Linked DNA regions of Sus scrofa: region 1 is linked to region 2. A link is a contact called in public HiChIP or PLAC-seq data. All regions are on one chromosome and are shown on one strand. The core of a region is the stretch at or near the end of the contact, and the rest is flanking DNA. Distances in the headings are between cores, read along the strand shown. Region 1 overlaps SNX19 (sorting nexin-19). Region 2 has its middle 53 kb from the start of SNX19.

Region 1 (2,700 bases), core at 195-2,694, 33 kb after region 2:
GTGGAAGAGTCATGGGACAAGTAGCATTCCTCTTCCTCAAGGAAAAATGATACAACATGAGCATGATACAATCTGCAGCGGAACACAGATTTCACTCCTTCAGATGAGCCTGGGTTGAGAATCAGAGGGGCAGGAGATAATTGGAGATAATTGGATAATTAGTTTGAGGTAATTTTGTATCTTGGGCTCTTGCAAAAGTATGCATTTTTCTACAGAAGCTGTGCATTGAAAGAGACCAGGTATAAGATACTATAAGGCACCAGAGCTGAACTGAAAGAAAATTTATGGAGCAAAGGAAAAAAGCCATAATCTGTGCTTCCTGAGAAACTCTGACTCTTAACTTGGATAATCTTTTTCTGATTGGGAATGGGATGTAGAATACAGATACCAAAACAGACTGTATAATTTCTAATCCAGGAGTGCCTTAAGAATAAAAAACAAATGGAAATGAATTTAGATGCTATCATCAAAAGCGTGTGCCTCTGAGGCCAGCTAGATGAAAAGAGAGATTAGATGGAACTAAGACCCCGGGACTTTCAGGTGAAGCCCATTCTAGTGGCACTGCTTTGCGAGGAAGGCCAGCAGTGGGGAGTCAGGATGGAGGGTAGAAAGGGCGTGGGCTTTGGGGCCAGGATGACGTCAGGGCACTCGTGGGGGTGGCATTCCCTACCTCTATGATTCTGGGAAGGTTATTTAACCTAAATATCACTTTCCTCACTTATAAAAACATATGTCTGTCTCATAGAATTGATCTGCACCTTAATGTATCAAGTATATAGCTGCTTACTTGGTACAGTTAGTAGTTAATAAATGTCAGTTCCCTTTCTGTTCCAATTGCTCATGCATCTTTTTGGTGGTGGGCCTGGAGCCTCCTGTAAGACACAACCAATGTCAGAGAGACCCTTTTATCTATCTGCTGCTTAGACGTGTCCACCGAGAGAGAGGCCCCTGAACGGATTCCACTCAGAGAACACCCACGATTCTGGAGTGACCTAAGAGAACAGCAGAAGGCAGAAGACTGCCAGCGCGGCACTCCTGAGTGGTCCCGCACTCTGTCCATAAACCTTCTCCTGACCTTTCTGGAGAGATGGTTTGTAGAGACCTCTTTTCTAAGAAAATGATTCTGTGGCCTGGCACCAGGTCCAGAGCTGGCTGTTTCATTTCTTCCTGGACCCAGGGCTTGCTCTACAACTTAAGCTCACACATTCTTTTTTCCTTCTCTCTACGTCCTGACTTCACGTACTTTTCTACTCTCCTTTGCCCACAGATCACAGAACTTTCTTTTTCCCAACTCTCTTGCCATGCTACTCCATTCCCGTGTGCCCTCCACACACACACACACACACACACACACACAAACTCACTCACTCACTCGCACTCACTCTTTGAGAAATCCTGACGCAGATGCCAGGAATGTGTCTGCTGCCCTTTTGACACAGAGTCTGATGCCATCCTCGGGGCCGTGGGGAGGGCAGAGCCACGGGACGTGGCATTCGTGTACTCTACTGCTAGCCTGGCTCATATTTTTATCGTGGCTTTGCTCTGGGCATCCAGGCAGGGAACCGGGCCAGCTGCTTCTCATTCCTTCACTCTACATCAGGACTCCATAATAGTCTTACCTCTTACCTTGGCTGGATCTTCCTGCCCCAAACCTTCTACCATCAATGGAGCACAGTACATCTATCCTCTTTCCCTTGACCCAGTCAAGGTCTGGGTACGTGTCCAAGTTCCTAAACCTGATTCTGATGCCTGCAGGGGTACTGTCAGTCTCTCCTGTTTTCGGACACGAGCGGTCTCATAAGCTGGACGCACGCCTTGGCTTAGACTGCTCCCCCCACTCCTCTCCCCGCCCTTTGACTCTAAGTCCAAGTAAGGAGTGCTCCTTGGACTCCTTGGATGTTCCCAGCAAAGAAGCTGACACATGAGGTCAGGCGCGCATGCGTGCAAAGCTTCCCTTTGACTTAACAATGCCTTTTTTGGGCATCTAACTTCTCTTTGGGCCCCCTTCCCCCACTCTCCACGCCATCAACAATCAACGCAGATTTATGTAGCCTGGCTCAGATCAGAACTCTTCCAACCTTGGCTTACAAGGAGGGGTCATGAGGTTGAATTTACTCTCGCTCTTTTTTTTCCCTTGCAGGCCAGAGATAGAGAGGGAGGGGGGCCGAGGGGGGAGGGAGAGAGATGGTGCATATCAAGAGGGAAGAAGTGAGACAGTGCACGCCCCCGTGTGGTCCCTGGCACCCCAGGCAGTTATGTGTATAGGTCATTTAAGGGAGCAAGGAGAACAGACAAAGCTGGAAGCAAGAGGAATTAACTTATCTTCTTGGATGATAACACTGGAGGATGGAAAATGCTGACATTTTAAAAAGGGGATGCCTCTAAATCTACAGGGCTGGACCATCCCCAATGCCCACTGTAGTGGGTTCAAGATAACCAGAGTAGTGGCAGTGGCTACCTGGGGCATCAGCACCAACTCTCCTTCCCTTTAAAGTGCAGAACTTAAGGCAAGAGAACCCAGGTGCTCTGCAAAGGGATACAGCTCAGCACCTGTGGTTTCCGAGAGAGAACAAACAGACTGCCTCCCGGGCAGCAGCCATGGGGACAGTCTCAGAAAGGCCAACCCTGACCGGCTGGGTCCAGCCCCACCTCTCTGGGGGTAGCTGACAGGTGGAGGGAGAGGCGCTGCAGCTTTGGGGA
Region 2 (2,768 bases), core at 261-2,760:
CTTGCCTTTGCAAGGAAGAGTTCACCTTGGCGTGCATTTTCCTCCACATTAATTCAGTAAACAGTGCGTGCCTCCGGCATTGCCGACACTGCTGCGGGGACAAGCTGGGAATACAGCCAGTCCTGGCCCCTCTGGAGCTGGCCATCTTATGGGGTCAGTCACACATGACCAAAATCTGAAAATGTGCAGTATCTGTAATACACTATAGTGTGATAAAATGTAACAACAGTCCACCAGCGTTAAGTACCATGAAGAGAAATGAAACAGCTTGAGGGCTGGGGAATGAGGAAAGCTGTTTTAGAAAGCGTGGTTGGGAAAGTCCTCTCTGTGAAGGTGGCATTTGGTGGGAGACCGTGGACGAGGGGGTGAGCCCTGGACATCCAGAGCAGACATGCCAGGCAGGGTCTGATCCCAGCGAGCTGGGTCTGGGAGGAAGGTCAGGAGGCCGCGGGTCAGGAAATGCGGCTGTGTCGCTGGATCCCCTCTCAGGGTTTGATGCCAAGTGTGATGGGACATCAGTGCTGTGAGCATGTTGCCAGGCAGTGGGGGCACTGAGAGACAAAATACAGTCTCTGCATGGAAGGGCCTAGAAGGCGCGCTCCTGCTAACGTGTGGCCATAAAGGCCAGTGGTGGGAGCTGTGTGTGGGATCTGTGCTGCCGTGCAGCTTCGTGGTGCTCCAGGGCCTGGAGGTGGTTGCTCTGACACCTCGCCCAGTAGAGGAACAGCTTCTGGACTGTAAAGAAAGGGAGAGCCGCAAAGAGGCACTTTCAGTGGAGAAGCTTGAGTGGGCAAGACCTATTTGGGAACTGGCCCAGCAGCCACAGCAGTGTCTCATAGTAGAGCCCAGGAAGTGCGTGAGCATCAGGCAGATGCAGGAGGAAAGGGCCCGCCCGGCCCTCCTCCCCAGGCTGCATGAGAAGGGGCTGCTCTTCAGCCCAGAAGAGCATCCTGACCAAGGGACCAGGCCCTCCTGCATGTCTGGCACATGGGAGGTTGGTGGTTCCCTGAGGCCTCGTCCTCTCCAAGAGCTGGAAGGGATGGTGGCCTCACAGGCCACCAGGCCCATGTGCCCTGTGGGTGAAGCCCTTGCCCAGGGGCCCAGCTAAGGAAGGACGGAGGTCAGCCTGGCCTTGGGTGCAGGTCTCTTGTCCTGTGCACGGCTGCGCTCTGCATGCTGACCAAGCCTTCCAGATACGCAAGGGCGTCCTGACCAGGGGTGGCCTTTCTGCAAACCAACATGATGGTCCAAGAGTGAGCCGGTTCCCGTCTTGGTCTAGGCTTCCCTGGGCTTCTCCCAGGTGGGAAAATTTGCAGGACCCCAGGGTACCAGGCGCAGCTCAGAGCCTGGGCCCTCAGGCCATCTGTCACTGAGAGCTGGGATAGGGGACACTCCTGGGACCGTCCCGCGTTCGAGCCGTGCCTGCCAGCAGCACGCTGGTGCCTGTCCGCTGCCACCGGCCATGAGATAATGTCTCTCCATTTCAGGACAGTGACATAGTCACATCAGACCTCGATGGCCAGTACGCACATTCCAGGCCTGAGACCAGGGTGGCAGTGGGGAAACCTGAGCTGTGGGGAGACATTCTCAGGCTCAAAAATCACAAACCCGAGAGGGAAAGGCATTTGATCAGAAAACGACACCATTCGGGTTATTTTAATGCCCTGGATTTGCGCTGCCCTTTAAGTGGAACCCCTTCTGTCACGGTACCACGGTGCCAAGTGGCCCGGGGGCAGATGACCTTCACTTGTTTTTAACCAAAGAACAAGGTCCCGCCTGGTTCGGGTGCTCCTCAAGCTGCTGATGGGCCTGTGTTTCCCGAGCCCCAATGCGTGCAGGCGGGTTGTGGGGCTCCGTGGCGCGACTTGCTCTGAGCACGGGGAGAGGTCTCTTCCCTTCCGCCCCCCTCCCCAGGGACAGCTCCTAAAGGTCCCCCCCTTTTTAGGCACTGTGCTGTTGAATGCCATCTGGGTACGTCCCCTGACACTTGAACGTGCAACTAAGGGGTAGGGGTGACTGTCAGCTGCTCAGAGAGGCAGTTCCCCAAACTGTTGGTCAGTTCTGATTGAGCACTATTTAGGGACCCACTGGGTCCTGAGCATTTTGCCGTGTGCCATGGAGAGTGCAAGCCCCCACACACCACAGGCTGGACTTGCAAAAAGTAGGTAAGAAAAGTGCAAAAGACAAGACAAGTACTCAGAGGGCTAGAAACAAATGGTCCAGGACCGACTGGTCTGGCACGGATGACAATGACATGAGGAAGGAAAAGAGAGACTGTTCCAGTGGACAGTCCACCTAAGGCAAGGCCTGGAGGTGGTGACGAGCATCCCCATATCAACGAGGCACCTAAGGCTTCTTATGGCTGAAGATTGAAGTAGAAGGGCTTTTTCCGAGGAGGGTGGGAGCACCTGCCCTTAGGCTGGCAGTGATGCTGGGTCAAAGTGTGTGGTTTATACATTTTTAAAGCTTTAGAGCAATGAAAAGCAGCTTGAATTAATGGCGAAAGGACCAACTGGAGTTCCAGGGGATGTGCACTCTGGGATGAGTTTTCACTGAAACATGGATGGCCGCCGTATGTCCAGTCTGCATGTGGAGGAGGATGCCGCGGGGGGCAGCAGAAACGTCCCTGAGCTGGAGGGTGGAAGGCCTGGTCTTGGGCTCCCCAGTGACAATGACAAACATTTATTAGGAACTGTGTGCTGCAGCTTATTCAAAGGGTCCTAAATATAGTAACTCAGCCCCTCCCCCATTCTGAGGACAGTACCATT

What was found. HiChIP or PLAC-seq counts read pairs in DNA pulled down with a chosen protein or histone mark.
Region 1: a contact with region 2 is called in an H3K27ac HiChIP or PLAC-seq map of skeletal muscle. The contact joins two enhancer-like sites. A contact is called at or near these places in 8 of 47 Hi-C or Micro-C datasets (embryonic fibroblasts, fetal heart ventricle, heart right ventricle and 3 more) and 1 of 2 datasets of contacts at active chromatin or transcription factors (skeletal muscle).

Annotation. Positions count from the first base shown.
Region 1 is chr9:57,537,052-57,539,751 of Sscrofa11.1, forward strand. The region is part of intron 8 of SNX19 (sorting nexin-19); the gene reads right to left. Among named protein-coding and RNA genes, the nearest start is that of SNX19, 20 kb to the right of the region's middle. Within about 2 kb of position 1,445, at least 18 of the 83 cell types and tissues checked have an H3K27ac peak or open chromatin away from gene starts, as enhancers often do. A contact at or near this core is called in skeletal muscle, where this site is marked.
Region 2 is chr9:57,503,896-57,506,663 of Sscrofa11.1, forward strand. No RefSeq gene overlaps it. Among named protein-coding and RNA genes, the nearest start is that of SNX19, 53 kb to the right of the region's middle. Within about 2 kb of position 1,511, at least 1 of the 83 cell types and tissues checked has an H3K27ac peak or open chromatin away from gene starts, as enhancers often do. A contact at or near this core is called in skeletal muscle, where this site is marked.